Regions from separate parts of the Mus musculus genome. Here regions 1, 2, 4 and 5 are each linked to region 3. Evidence: chromatin contacts called from public ChIA-PET, Hi-C and HiChIP or PLAC-seq data. All regions are on one chromosome and are shown on one strand. The core of a region is the stretch at or near the end of the contact, and the rest is flanking DNA. Distances in the headings are between cores, read along the strand shown.

What was found. Hi-C and Micro-C count contacts between places; a contact is called where the count stands out from the background. ChIA-PET counts read pairs in DNA pulled down with a chosen protein or histone mark. HiChIP or PLAC-seq counts read pairs in DNA pulled down with a chosen protein or histone mark.
Region 1: a contact with region 3 is called in a FOXA1 HiChIP or PLAC-seq map of pancreatic cancer cells. The contact joins two enhancer-like sites. A contact is called at or near these places in 1 of 115 datasets of contacts at active chromatin or transcription factors (pancreatic cancer cells) and 1 of 9 other capture datasets (liver).
Region 2: a contact with region 3 is called in a Hi-C map of myocytes, with 1.9 times the contacts expected there. The contact joins two enhancer-like sites. A contact is called at or near these places in 10 of 39 promoter capture datasets (the 3T3-L1 cell line, 3T3-L1-derived adipocytes, the HPC-7 cell line and 6 more), 10 of 484 Hi-C or Micro-C datasets (the C10 cell line, the HPC-7 cell line, Sertoli cells and 7 more), 2 of 115 datasets of contacts at active chromatin or transcription factors (embryonic stem cells and extraembryonic endoderm stem cells) and 2 of 9 other capture datasets (adipose tissue and embryonic stem cells).
Region 4: an RNA polymerase II ChIA-PET map of effector CD8 T cells shows a contact between it and region 3, with 13 read pairs. The contact joins the promoter of Cdc42 here to the enhancer-like site in region 3. A contact is called at or near these places in 4 of 39 promoter capture datasets (embryonic stem cells, hippocampal neurons, liver and 1 more), 4 of 115 datasets of contacts at active chromatin or transcription factors (bone marrow-derived macrophages, effector CD8 T cells, memory CD8 T cells and 1 more) and 2 of 9 other capture datasets (adipose tissue and liver).
Region 5: an HNF4G HiChIP or PLAC-seq map of pancreatic cancer cells shows a contact between it and region 3. The contact joins the promoter of Wnt4 here to the enhancer-like site in region 3. A contact is called at or near these places in 5 of 39 promoter capture datasets (the C10 cell line, liver, maxillary cranial neural crest and 1 more), 1 of 115 datasets of contacts at active chromatin or transcription factors (pancreatic cancer cells) and 2 of 9 other capture datasets (adipose tissue and liver).

Annotation. Positions count from the first base shown.
Region 1 is chr4:137,230,538-137,233,237 of GRCm38.p6, reverse strand. All of the region lies in intron 2 of Gm31820 (a long non-coding RNA gene), which reads left to right. Among named protein-coding and RNA genes, the nearest start is that of Gm31820, 21 kb to the left of the region's middle. Within about 2 kb of position 1,412, at least 38 of the 459 cell types and tissues checked have an H3K27ac peak or open chromatin away from gene starts, as enhancers often do. A contact at or near this core is called in pancreatic cancer cells, where this site is marked.
Region 2 is chr4:137,325,337-137,328,036 of GRCm38.p6, reverse strand. All of the region lies in intron 5 of Cdc42 (cell division cycle 42), which reads left to right. Among named protein-coding and RNA genes, the nearest start is that of Cdc42, 31 kb to the left of the region's middle. Within about 2 kb of position 1,321, at least 16 of the 459 cell types and tissues checked have an H3K27ac peak or open chromatin away from gene starts, as enhancers often do. A contact at or near this core is called in the HPC-7 cell line and myocytes, where this site is marked.
Region 3 is chr4:137,640,401-137,643,100 of GRCm38.p6, reverse strand. All of the region lies in intron 22 of Usp48 (ubiquitin specific peptidase 48), which reads right to left. Among named protein-coding and RNA genes, the nearest start is that of Usp48, 48 kb to the right of the region's middle. Within about 2 kb of position 1,425, at least 106 of the 459 cell types and tissues checked have an H3K27ac peak or open chromatin away from gene starts, as enhancers often do. A contact at or near this core is called in the HPC-7 cell line, adipose tissue, bone marrow-derived macrophages and 5 more, where this site is marked.
Region 4 is chr4:137,356,416-137,359,115 of GRCm38.p6, reverse strand. It overlaps Cdc42 (cell division cycle 42), which reads left to right and starts at 1,357. Exons shown (of 6, transcript NM_009861.3): 1 at 1,357-1,470.
Region 5 is chr4:137,276,082-137,278,892 of GRCm38.p6, reverse strand. Wnt4 (wingless-type MMTV integration site family, member 4) reads right to left here and starts at 1,258. Exons shown (of 5, transcript NM_009523.2): 1 at 1,137-1,258. The coding sequence starts at 1,213.

The DNA.
Region 1 (2,700 bases), core at 163-2,662, 410 kb after region 3:
TTGTCGTGTGTTCCAGTTTCCTTTCTCTTGTTGTAATAAACTCATGACCAAAAGCTACTTGGTGAGGAAAGGGTTAGCTTTAGCTCATAGTACACAGCCTACCATTGAGGGAAGTCAAGGCAGGAGCCTGGAGCAGAAACCATGGAAGAACGCTGCTTACTTGGCCTGTTCCCTGTGGCTTGTTTAAGGAACTCTGTTATGTAGCCAGGACTTCTTGCCTAGGGATGGCACCGCCCACAGTGGACTGGGACCTCCTACATCAATCAGCAGTTAAAGAAAACGCCTCACAGACGTGACCACAGGCCAGTGTGATGGAGGTAACTCAGTTGAGATTCATTCTTCCCAGGTGACTCTAGGTTTGTGTCAAGGGAACAATTGACACTAACCATGACATACATGGTGGTGTGTGCTTATGGTCTCAGCATTGGGGATGTGAAGCCAGGGGGGTCCCTGGGATTTGCTGGCCAACCTGCCTAGCCTAATTAATGATTCCCAGATCCCCTGCCTTAAAACACACCCACACCCACCCCACCCCCCCCCCCCCACACACTCACAAAACAAGGTTGGGATCAGGCATAGGGGAATCCTTTTTTTTCATTCCAGCACTTGGGAGGCAGAGGCAGGCAGATGTCTGTGGGTTCAAGGCCAGCCTGGTCTACATAGTGAGCTCCAGGCCAGCCAAGGCTACACAGAGAAACCCTATCTCAAAAAACTAAATACAAAACCCCTTCCCTCCTGGAAAAAAGGCCAAACAAGGTTGATGGCTCTCAAGAGGTGGATCTCTGGCCTCCACACGCACATGCTCACATAAGCAGAAGCCCCACTTACATCAGTGAAGGTGTCACGGTAGGCTGCTGATGCTTTCATCTGACATTTTATTCTTTTAATTTCTAGACCTGTTCTCTAACAGCGCCCGGCCTGCCCTCCAGTGCCCAGATAACCACTGGGTAATTTTTTTTTTCTTTTTTCTGGTAGCCATGGCAGCAGCTTCAGGCTGAGGTGGCTGCTTACCCTCCCCAGGGGAAACAGGGACTGCCAACAGACCCATCCCACATCTGGCTACTGCTGCTGTTGCTGGTCTAGTTGTGAGGCTGGCCTCAGCTGAGTTGCTTTGGGGTTGGGCTGTCACATCGACATGATGCTGTCCTCAGAGCAGAGGGTGTCACTTACTTTAAGTGACTGTCCCTGGAGCTCATCTCTGTCACATGTTCTCTGTGCAGATGGAGGAGGGAACAGGTGAGCCTCCTGTGCATCCTGGCCGAGTGTCTCTCGGAGCAATGTGTAGCCTCGATCCTTTCTGCCCTGAAGACTCAGGGAACCATTTGCCCACAGCCTCAACCCCAGACCTCCTCTGTCCGGGTCCCAAGCTAAGTCCCCAGATGTAAGCAGGACAGTATGGGAATGTGGCTACAGCCACAACGAGTTTATTCCTGAGGTCAGCAGTGTAAATAGTAGAAAAATGTATTTCCTGTTCCAAGTCAAATAAGCGAGTGGCAGCCAGTTGGCTAGGGGCCACCAGCGGGATTTCAGCCATGCATGTGCCCTGCCTTTGGCTGGGGAGGAAGCAGCAGGGATGCCTGGCACAGCCTCATCCCCTTGCTAATGGCAGACTTTTTGGGAGGCCCCTAGTGTCTACTCAGGTCGGTCCTGCCGGGATGGTGAGGAGCAGCGGTGGATAGGGCTACTGGGGTGTGGCATCAGGGTTGGCTGACCAACTGCCAAGCACCTTGGCTCCTAGTGCCGTCCTCGGGTGTGTGGTTGGTGATCAGGAGAAACTGATAAACAGGGAATGCATGGGAGGGAGCGGGTGGCCTCTCAGGGGAAGAGACCAGACTCTCACATCAGCCATTGATGGGTGGAGCCACTGTCTGCTACTTGGGGTTCTTTGATGAAAGTAAAAGCTTCCAGTTGGAACAATCCAGCGGATGGCTGGGTCTGCCTTACTGCAAACTGTGTGCAGCGTCTAAGTGGTGTCCTTGTAGGTAGGTGGATGCTTTCTCTGTAGCGTGCTGGTCTATATTTTTCCCCCTCCTCCCCTTCCTCCTCTCCCCTCTCTCCTTTCCTTTCCTCTCCTTTCCTTTCCTCTCCTTTCCTTTCCTTTCCTTTCCTTTCCTTTCCTCTCCTCTCCTCTCCTCTCCTCTCCCCTCCTCTCTTTTCCTTTCCTTCCCTCTCCTTTCCTTGTCTTTTTTTTCTTTTAAAACAAAACCAAAAAAAACAAAAAACAGGGTCTCATGTGTCCCAAGCTGGCCTCAAACTCACTATGTAGCTGAGGGAGTCAAACTCAGGGATTCAGGAATTCTGGGCAAGTGCTCTAACAGAAACTGGGTACCCAGCCTTCCCCACACTCCTTTGCGGGGATGTGAGAAGAGGACAGGGATACTTCATGCCTTTACAGCCAGCAGGCTGCACTGGACTCCTTAGGCCACCTCTTTGTCATCTTTCCAATGATACCTTAGTGGTTTCTCTCACTGAAGATATCCACCTATGCTACCCCCTCTGCCTCTGTCTCCCAGCTCTCACGTGGCCTCTTGGTAGAGCCTCAACTCAGTCTGGCTGGTCCTTGTTTACTGGTCTGCATGCTTGAGGGTAGGGTCAGGTTTGGTTCTCTGTTGTACCTGTGGCGTTGGGCTCTGACTAAAGGGAGGCGCTCAGTCAGTCTCTGCTACTGCTACATGTATGACGGAGTGGCACACACTGTCA
Region 2 (2,700 bases), core at 72-2,571, 310 kb after region 3:
CAGTGCTCTGAGCAGTCTGGAATGACAGAGACCACTATCTAGACAGTTGTCCCAGATTCCTGTGGTCCTGTTGCACTGTGGTCAGAGGTGGTCTTTGGCCATTAGGCCAGAAGAGGGAGGCCTTTTTTTTTTTTGTGGAGAAGGAACATGGGAGAGACTGACCTCATCTTGTCTTCAGCAACACTTAGCAATAAATCATAGCAGTAAGTTTTCCCGTGTCCGGTTTGCCCACAGTGCAGGCTGGGCCCTAGTGGGCAAGGCAGGGGCCAGTCTGTCCACTGGTCAATGTACTCTAATCCAGGTTTAGTCTTTTGTCATTCTGCCTATATCTTCTTGAAGAACTTGCAGAGGTGGGTTGTGTATCACTGTTAGGATTTGGGAGTCACTGTCATATAATAAGTTTAAGCATATTAAATGCCATAGTCAACAGGTCTCTGACAGGCTTGAGGGCTAGTACCCACCGAGCATATCTGAGTTAAACAATCTTTGTCTGTTTTCAGGTATCTGCGCTAAACTGTACCTTGCAAACATAAAACAAGGGGCTAAGTAAAACTTCATCTTGTAATTACGTCAATTCATAGAGAAACCTCAAATATATTTTTGGACACATTAAAAGATTTGATCATTTATTTATAAGGTTACTATCAACTTGCATTTCTTTTTTTTTTTATTAAGATTTATTTATTTATTATATGTAAGTACACTGTAGCTGTCTTCAGACACTCCAGAAGAGGGTGTCAGATCTCATTATGGGTAGTTGTGAGCCACCTTGTGGTTGCTGGGATTTGAACTCAGGACCTTCAGAAGAGCAGTCAGTGTTCTTAACCGCTGAGCCATCTCTCCAGCCCCTTCACTTGCATTTCTTAATTATCCTTAACAGTTGACAATAATTTAGTAGCTTCCTAAGATTAGGACTTTGTGGGGCTTTTTGTTTGTTTGTTTGTTTGTTTCTTTGTTTTCGAGACAGGGTTTCTCTGTGTAGCCCTGGCTGTCCTGGAACTCACTTTGTAGACCAGGCTGGCCTCGAACTCAGAAATCCACCTGCCTCTGCCTCCCAAGTGCTGGGGTTAAAGGTGTGAGCCACCACCGCCTGGCTAGGACTTTGTGTTTTATCTCTGTTAAGTTTAGATTTAAAAATTAAGATTTTGATTTTGCTCTTCTAGTATCAAAATAAAATTTCTAAATCTATAAATATAGTTTATAATTAGAGACTGGGCACATTTCTGACCTTTATAGAACATAAAAGCTTCCTTGGTAGCCTGTTTCTGTGGTCAGCTCATGTCATGTGTTGCTTGCGGTTTAGTTAGACGTGGATGAAGCCATGACTTGCAGCTTCTTTATCCCATAGCACAGATGGCAGGCAGCTGTTTGCTGTTTGTATCCCAGAATGGAATTGTGTCACATGGTTTATGATTATCTAAGTACAAACTTTCAGTTACTAACCCTGGTCATGAGTTTTACCCATATCCGATAATTTATAAGTCAGTGATCTTGTTTTTGACCCTGGGCTTTAAAAACATGCCTGGGTCTTAAAAAGAGTGAGTGGTAACCCATTTTTAGAGCTAGCAATGAACTAGAACAGTATAAACCAGCAAGGGAACAGTATAAACAATTTTAATATTATCCATATTTAAATAACATCTGACTCCTTCTTATATTAGATCCAATGGCCGGAAACCAAGACATGTATTGAGTGAGCCTAGGAGACTGGCAGCAGGAGAAAGAAACTGCATTTGTTCATGCATACAGACCAGTCAGAGAGAAACACACAGTGGCTATGAACATTCTAAGTTAACTTTTGTTAATCTGAATAGACATTTATAACCTTGAATTTTCATCATCATCTAAAGAATATTTTAAACCAGGGTTGAATCACATATATAGCGTGTTAATATCCTATCATAATAAAAACCTGCACCAGTTTAAAGTATTTGAGACTTGTTACTCTTAGTCTAAAAGGAGATACAGTAATAAACAGAATTCATTAGGACTAAGAAGTTTTATAATTGTTACTTTATACCATATGGTCATCTTAAGATGATGAAATCACATGTCCAGTTGAAAGCCTTTTATATACAGCCCATACCTGGTGCTAATGCTAGGTCCCTGGGGGAGCCCAGTGGAAGTGTCTGTAAGCTGACAAGATAGATGGAGTTAGTAAACTGTCAGGTGAGGTTCAGATAAGTACAGACTTAAAAGTGGGTGTGTGGGCTCCCCCCTCCCCGCCATTTTAGATACTTAAATTTTTCTTCCTTACTATACCACACAATTTCTAGGATGATTCAACTGGGACAGAATTAAGTGCACTATTTGATGCTTTTGAGTCAGGGCGTTACTCTCTGGGCTACTTTTGGCATAGTCTGCAAAAATATATGTCTTATGTGTTACCTCCAGTCTCCTGTGTTTTTTTTTTTGTTTTTTTTTTAATGTGGAACGCTTTACGAATTTGCGTGTCATCCTTGCGCAGGGGCCATGCTATATGTGCTGCCGAAGCGAGCACTCTCAAGTGTTTTTAAGGGTATTATTTCCTTTATGGAGTTTTCCTCTGGCCATTTTTGAGTGGTGTGTCTAGGGAGCAGTGAGTGAGAGCGAACAACATGTGTGCAGTTCAATTTCCGTAACTTTATACCACTGTGTCTTAGTTCCTTTTCTCTTATTCTAGCAAAATACCCTGACAGAAGCAACTTTAAGGAGAAAGGT
Region 3 (2,700 bases), core at 176-2,675:
ATTCAGAACTTCACCATCACTGAACTGACCTAAGCATTCAGCAAAAAAGCAGGAACTATATATGGGCACAAGATACAGGCTGTACTAGTCTTTAGAAAAGAGAATAGCAGGGGCCAAATGTTCCAGAACATCTTTTGGTGTGTTTTGAAAGCATCTCACTCATTATGTAGGTCTGCTACATAATGTGGGCCTGCTCTGTACTGCAGGCAGATCAGCCTTCCATGCTGGCAGTAGTGTTTGTGGCTCTTTACTTACAAAGCCCTCCCTGGGGGGTTAACAAGCCAAGATTCTCTTGTTAACCAAGCCAGGGAATTAAAGTGGGATTTTTATTCCCACTTTCCCATTCATATTACTAATGTGTTTTGTAATTCATAAAGCAGCTACCAGGGCAGAGACTTTTCTCAGGTCTCTGGCCACTGGCAAGGCTCTGCCCAATCTAGCCACAACTTCCATTTCTAAGAAAAAGTCAACTTAGCAGTCACAAAAACAACATCCAACTGAAAAAGAGGACATTATCTACAGACAGAAGGTATCCACTGTACAATCCTAACCTCACCCCATGCCCCAGCCAAAAGGTCTCAGGCATCAACTAAAATCTTTTCAAATTGATTTTAAGAGGATCTAAAAGCTTTTCCTGGAATTATTGTCCTTTAACCCATGTCAACCTGCTAAAACCAGTAGAGCAGTGGTTGTTTTTCCCCAGTCACTGGATTTAAAAGGCTTCCAGTTACCTAAGTGATACCTACTGAGTGTATCATTAACCTGAATTTTAGATAACACAGAAGGAACTTGGTTGATCTGGCTTAGAGAGGAGGGCAGGGAATTTGCTCAGCTCCATTAAGGAGCACTAATGCTTGCTTTATGGCGTGGGATTTACTTCAGTGAAACCAGTGACCCATGTTCTGAGAAAAAAGAGGGAGGGGGGTGCGGGAGGTGACATTCTGAAGACACTAGGTATCCCCAGGGACTAACTAGTTACTATGCTCTAAACAGAGGGTTAGAGCTGAGATCCCCGCCCTGCCTTGAACCAAAAGTATTTAAAACATTCTAGGATATTACAATATCCAAACATGGACAAGGGAATCGGAGGAAAATTATAACATGTACAAAATAATTATGGCGTAAAGAGCAATCCTCTAACATTCTGTATTGTATTTGTTCATGTGAACTCTGCTGCAATCCACAACTAAAGGCAGGAATCCCACATCCACCTGAGAACATTGCTGTGGTTGTGACCACAGTGAATAAAACCGGATGCTCAGAGAAAGAGTCAGACTTTAAAGTCTGAGTCACAGGAAAATGCAGCGTTTGCTCAACAAACAAGGCTTGGACTGAAAAACAAAGCTGGAAACAGAGAGACACACTTCTTCGAAATCCTAGAGGGCCCTCTTAGCAGCCAGGCAGGGGTGTCCACACCAGCAATCCCAGCATTCTAGATGCCAAACTAGATTATGGGATCGAGGCCAACCTGGGTTACGTGGCACAGCAAGCCTGTGTCTCAGAAAGGAAAAAGAGCTAACAGAGAAAACTTGACTCCACAATGTCAGGAGATTGACAACAGACACAAACAGATCTGAGTAGGGCAATAGAGCGCCTCAGTCAGAAAACCCTGCATGACCACAGAACGCTCTGAGGCCATGGGCCATCAAGCTTGACAAGGGATAAATACCAAATTTGCCTGTCCACTGTCCAAGAGATGGACATAAAACAGTGGTTTTGCTCATTCATGGGTTTTTGTTGTTGTTTTTTAAAGTTATTTTTATAGGATTCGAACAAAGCATAGATAACAATGACATCCTTCCATACCAGCAAGTACACACAACATTTATTTACCTTGGGCTGATTAAGACCTAAGACTTTATGTACGCAGTGTTCTGCCCGCATATGTCCCTATATGCCAGAGGAGGGCATCAGATCCCATTACAAATGGTTGTGAGCCAACACGTGGTTGCTGGGAATTGAACTCCAGACCACTGGAAGTACTCTCAACCACTGAGCTATCTCTCCAGCACCAAACTTAAGACTTTCTTCATCAACATTAAATAAAGCAGCAAATCACACCGTGACAGTGCACGCCTTTAATCCCAGTACTCTGGAATAAGAAAGAGGCAGATCAATCTCTGAGTTCAAGGCCAGCCTGGACTAGAGTGATTTCCAAGGTCAGATATACATAGAGAAACCCTCATGAAAAAACCTACCAACCAACCAGAAAAACAAAGAAAATGAAAAAAAATGAACAACAGCAGCAACAACAATAACAACAAAAAACCCAAACCAACCCAAACAAGCAAAAAACAAACAACCAAAACAAAACAAAACAAAACAAAACAAAAAACAGTGGTATACCAACAGCAGACCAGCATGTTCAAAGACTGTGCTCTGGATTGGATGAGGCAAAGGGCCACTGAGGCAGAAGCTACGCATAATTTGACTACCAGGTCTCAGGGTAAAGATGTCCCAGCTATTAAGAGTAAAACAGGCAGCCCAGAGAAGGTGCTGAGTTCCAAACTCAGGCCTCTTGGAGAGGCCATGCTCTCAACCACTGAACATCTTCCCCAGTCCCCGACACAGTCAATCTTAGTAGAAATTGATTATGGTGGAGACTGAAGGGCTAATATCATCTTCCTCCATTTATCACAAATCCTAGTTGGCAGGCTGTGTGGTGATGGTGCACACCTTTAATAACAGTACTTGGGGAGA
Region 4 (2,700 bases), core at 108-2,607, 280 kb after region 3:
AGTTCGAATCCCTAGGGCCCACATAAAGCTGGATGCAGGAGCACACATCTGAGGTCTCAGAGTTCTGCCTCCTTAAGACACACCCTCCTGTTTTTTGAGAATGGATGTTTTGTATCCTAGGACACTCTGAATCTTCTATGCAACCAAGGGTCACCATAGATTTTTCTGCTTCCACCTCCCAAGTGCTGGGATTACAGCCATCCATCTCAGAGCTTGGATTATGAATGTGGTAGAGGCACTAACGTGGGGCTTCGTGCATTCTTGGCAAGCTCTCTACCGACTGGGCTACATCTCCAGCCCGCAAGAGAACATTACTGAGATAAGGTTCCTCTAATGTTGGGGAGCATCTGACAGAAGGCTAGGCTCTCTATTCTCCAGCAGCTAGTACACGGCCAGAGAAGGCAGCTATTCAACAGGCGCCGAGATGACAGGGAAGAGAAGGATTTGATAGGTCAGATCCAACCAAAGGGGCCAGGGGAGAGCACTCAGGGACAGTAAATGTAGGACTTTTTTGAGGGGGAAAGTCTTTAGTTCTAAACAAAACCGAGGGTGATACTCAACTCCCACTCCAAAAACAGACAGATAAAGCTGTGCACAGCAAGTCACTTCCTCTCTCAGAGAAGCAAAGAGGCAGGCTATGGAGGGGCACGCCTATAAGCTCAGCACTTCGGAGGTAGAGGCTTAGCAGTTTAAGATCAACCTCTGGTACCTAGTTAAGCATTCAAATCCAGGCTGCGCTAAACGAGATCACGTCTCAAGTTATTAAAAACAAAACAAAACAAAACAAACCCGGTAGCCTGGGTATGGTGATGCACACCTTTAATCCCAGCACCCAGGAAGCAGAGGCAAGGGATTCTCTGAGTTCCAGGCTAGCCTGGGCTCCACAGCAAGTTTCAATACAGCTAGGGCTACCCATGGAAAGAAACTCTTGTCAAAAAACAAAAAACAACAACAAAAAAGAGAGAGACAGCTCAGGCATGGTAGTACATTTCTTGAAATATCAGAACTCTGGAAGCAGAGGCAGTAGTATTGCTGTGTTCTGGGACAGCCTGGTCTACATAGCCATTCTGGGATAGCAAGGGCTACATAATGACACCCTGTCTCAATAAAATAAACAAAAATATAAAAGTAAAACATATTTACAACACTTTTCTTCACGAAGTTGCAAGACTCAAAATAAACTTTAGTTACAACACCGTGCACATCATTGTTCATAGTTTTATTACGGATAAAAAATACCGTTAAAAGGCGCAGAGAGCCAACCAGAGCATGCAAGGAACGCAGCCCGCGCGCGTGCGCGCCAAGGGGCGGAGCCCGAGCCGCCCTCAGCCCCTTCTCTCTCTTTGTCCCTCCCACTTCCGCGGGCACCCAACCATGCGTCCCCTGCGTGCTGACGTCAGGCGCGTGCCCCTGTCCGGCAGCCGAGGAGGCCCCGCGCAGTGCTGCCAACGCCCCGGCGGAGAAGCTGAGGTGAGTGCGGGGCCCGAGAAGCCTCCCTGCGGGAGCGTCTTCTGCGCCGCCCGGTCCCCTTCGCGTGTCCCCCCCCCCCCCGTCCTCTCTCGGTTCTCGAGGATGCTCGCGGGCAGGGGCATCCCGGTGCTTGCGGGCGGTGGGCCGCGAGGGAGGGCTTGCCGGGGTCGCGTGCGCCCGCCGGCCCGGGTTCTGAGGGAAGCGAGGCGGGGTCGCGGCGAGGCTTAGGGCTGGAATGGCGGCGCGGCGCGGCCGGGGATGGCGGCGGCCGAGGGCACAGCCCGGCCGAGCTGTCAGCGGCGGCGGCGGCGGCGGCGGCGGCGAGAGGACCGGGCACACCCATCCCACCCGCTCCCCTCCCCCTCCGGCCGCCCGCGGGCTCCGAGGCCCCGGGGCGCGGGGTGGGAGACGCCCGGTCCGGACCGGGGTCGGAGGCCGGGGGCTGTCTCTCCGTTGTGGGCCTCGACTTCCTGCTTCCCCGGCCCCGCCACGGACGCGTTGCGGCTGGCGGGGGAGGGGAGCGGAACTGCGGCCGCAGGGCCGGGCCGGGCCGGGGCCGAGGTGACGGACCGGGCGGCTCTGCGCCTGCGCCCCTCGGCGGTCTCCAGCCCCGCGCCGTGTCCTCTCCTGCCCCGCGGCTCCCGGGGCTCTCCTGCCGGGGCCGGCCTCTTTGCCATCCGGGACCTGCCTAAGCACCTCCCGAAACCCCGCCTGGCCACTTACTCAGTTCCTCGTTCCTAGCAGGAAATTTTCTTTGTCGGTTATTATTACTATTTTGTAAATTCCTCTTTCCACCCCTTTAACTCTGGGAGAAATTCAGTGTGGAAGATTACGTCATCGCAGCATAAGGGGTGAGAGTTTTAACTCCTACAAGTCAGGGCTATTCAAATTAAGACAGCATCTTGCGGCCTTTGTGGGTCAACCCAGCACATTGGTTCAGAGTAAGGTGGCAATTTTTTTTTGTTGTTGTTGAAATCCTGTTGCCTGTCTTCAGGCTGCCTGAGATGCACCTAAAATACCGAAGGTTCAAAATCTTAGGTTTAAGTTATTTTGGTCAGGGAATATACACTGTCTGCAGCCACTTGTGTAGGTATGATCTTTAAAGGACCCCTTGGCTATATACTCGGGTGAATTGCAGGAGCAATTCTTTGCCACACTAATTGTGACTTACTTGATGTAAAGAACCCAACTTCAGTGCATGGTTTGAAGAATGAGGTGAAAAGAGAATTT
Region 5 (2,811 bases), core at 9-2,508, 360 kb after region 3:
GCTCTCGGAACAGCTGGGAGAATTCCACATCACCTCAGTCTCCCAAGCTCTGGGTGGCTCTGACCCCAACGAACACACTCCTTTCCAGTCTCCAGGGCCCTGGCTGGCCACAATGACCTCATAGCAACAGCCATTGGACACTCAGGGCAATTTCATGGGAGATATTTGTTCTTTGGTCTTGATGCAGAGAGAATTTTTCCTTTCCCACTGTCTCCATGGAAACCCCAGCTACACTGTTGGCTATCCCCCCTTCCCACCTCATGCTTTTCAGATCAATACAGGAGCTTGGCTCCCCACTGGCTGCCCACAGTGGAAGGCTGCAGAGCTCTGGGCAGGAGAAGTTGGGGCCAGGGTTAAGCCTGGGCCATAGGAAGTGCCACTGAGGAGGGATGAAGGAGTCTAAAAGCTGGTTCCTTGTTCTCTTAGTCACTAGCTCTTTAGCTCGCCTTCCCAGGGATCCTCCCGAGCGCAGACCCAGTCAGGGAGAGACACACAGGTCACCAGTGGTTACCACCCCCTTCCTTCTTAGGCAAGACCCTTAGAGGTGGATGGGGGTTGTCGCCTTCTTTATTAAAGGTTGGGAGAAGTTTCTTCCTGCCTCAGGGAACAGCGAGGAGCAGCCAGAGCCAGCCTGCGGGCTCTCAGAGGCTCGGCGCCCCGGTCCTGGACTTCTATGTTTGGCTCCCGCCCCCCAAGCAGAAACAGGTCTCTGCACGCCTCCAGCTCAGCCCGCAGCGCGGCGCGGCGCAGCGCAGCGCGAGGAGCTCGCGCCCAGACTCCTCGCGGTTAACCTGCTATTATGCTCGGGACGCTTTCCCTCGGAGACCTGTCAGCCCGCCGGTTTGCGCCTCGCTCCGTTCCCGGGCCACCGCCCCGCGCTCGCACCCCCGCGCGCCCTCGAGCACCCAAAGGAGCCTCCCGGTGCAGACGCACTGCCAGCCCTGCTACCCCGAGCCGGACTGGGGCAGCAGGGGTCCCGGGACCTCCAGAGGGAAGACCGGACAGTGGTGGTGGCCGGCAGGAGGAACCGGCGGGAGCGCGATCCTCGGGTCCCACGGCTGAGACACCTGCCGGGAGCCCCCTGCGCCTGTGGCCCCGGGACCCGCCCCGCCCGCCCGGTCCCCGGCCCGACTTACAGCCAATTGCTCGCGGCGGCCGAGAACACGGCGAAGACGAGGAGTCGCAGGGACCGCAGGCACGAACGGGGGCTCATGGTGCCGTGCGCGCCCAGCCCGGGGCAGCGGCCGCAAGGCTCCCGTCGGGGCGGCAGGTGGGCGCCGCGCGGACGGGCTGGGGCGCCGGGCCGGGGCGCGCGGCGGGGCTCAGCCTCCGAGCAGCCGGCCGCGCCGCCCGCTGCTGCGCCCGCTGCCCGGCGGACCCGACTGTCAGCGCCGCCCCAGAGCCGGGATGCGGCGGTGGCGGCGGAGGCGGGCGGGCGGCCGGCGGGGCGGGCCGGGGGCGGGCCGAGGATGGGGTTACCTGGGCGGGTCCAGCGGCGTGGGACAACCCCCCCCCCACGGGGGCGGTCCTGAGCCCGCGGGACTGGGCTTCTCCTGGGGGGCCTCCCCGGCCCGGCGCCCGGACGCGCTCGGAGCCTCAGCCCCGCTGCTGCAGGCACGCTTGGCCGCACGCCGCCCAGTTGGGCCGAGCTAGAGGCGCGGCGACCCAGCTGCTGGGTCCCCGCCCGGGGCCTTAGGGACGAGCGGGCACAGCTCCCCCAGCCCGCCGCTGCGGGCACTGCAGCGCCGCCCTGGCCGCGCCCCGCGGCCCCCCGCCGGCGCCTGGGAGCCGGGATCCCCGGCCGACCCCGGCGGAGCCACCGGAGCGAGAGCGGCTGCTACTCGCGCGCACCCAGTCGCTCGCGCTCAGGGCGCACCAGGCTGGGGTGCCGCCCGGCTGTCCCCACCGGACCCCTCCCCGCCCTCAGGCCCCCGCGTTCTGTGGTCCGGCCCCTCCCTAGCACTCACCTCCCTCCAGCCTTCCCGGAGCTGGACAGGGGCCTCTCTACTTCGGGCAGCTTGGGACAGTGGCCTGAGACTCCGGGAATCCGAAACCTCGCTTCTGGATCGCCCTGAGTTCTGGCGCGCTCCAGGCAGCGAGGTTTTGAGCGAACCCCTTGCCTTTCTGTGTAGACCTTCTGCTTAGGAACTGGAAGGCTGTGGAGGCTTCCTTTTAGCACAGGAACCAATCTTTGCTGTCTGCTTGGGTTTCTGTTCGATTCTTTTATTACTTCTCCCACGTCAGGCAGATTCAACCCTTAGCTTGGTGTCTGGCACAGAGTGGGTGGGTGACACGTTTGTGGAGTGAATGAATGGAGTGGAGATATTGCTTAAAAACCCATGCCTGGCTGGTGCTGAAGCTCAATTCCGTGTTAATAGTTACTTGCCATGGCTGGGCCACACCCTCTCCAGGTCACTGATAGAGCCCAGACTCTGGCCCTGCCTGAGGCTACATCCCACTGAGCTAGAGGAACTCTGTCTAAACAGGACACGAAAGCCCAGAGACCCTACTCAATCTCACTAAAAGCAAGGGGGAGAGAAAATGACCTGGCCTCTGCCCTTCCAGAACCAACTGTTTTCTCTATGTGAGTTTGGCTGCCCACCCCCACCATGGCCACGTTTGACTCCAGTTGTCTGGGTTAACCCAGGAGAGACTTGATAAGCGTTTGGCATGGAGGCTGAGCAGAAGGTGGTAGGGATCCGTGGAGCCCCGGCAAAAGTGCAGATGTGAGTTCATGTACCACATGTCTAAATATTTGCAGGTGATAAATCAAGCTAACAAAACGAGGAATAAAATATGTCCTAGCCAGCT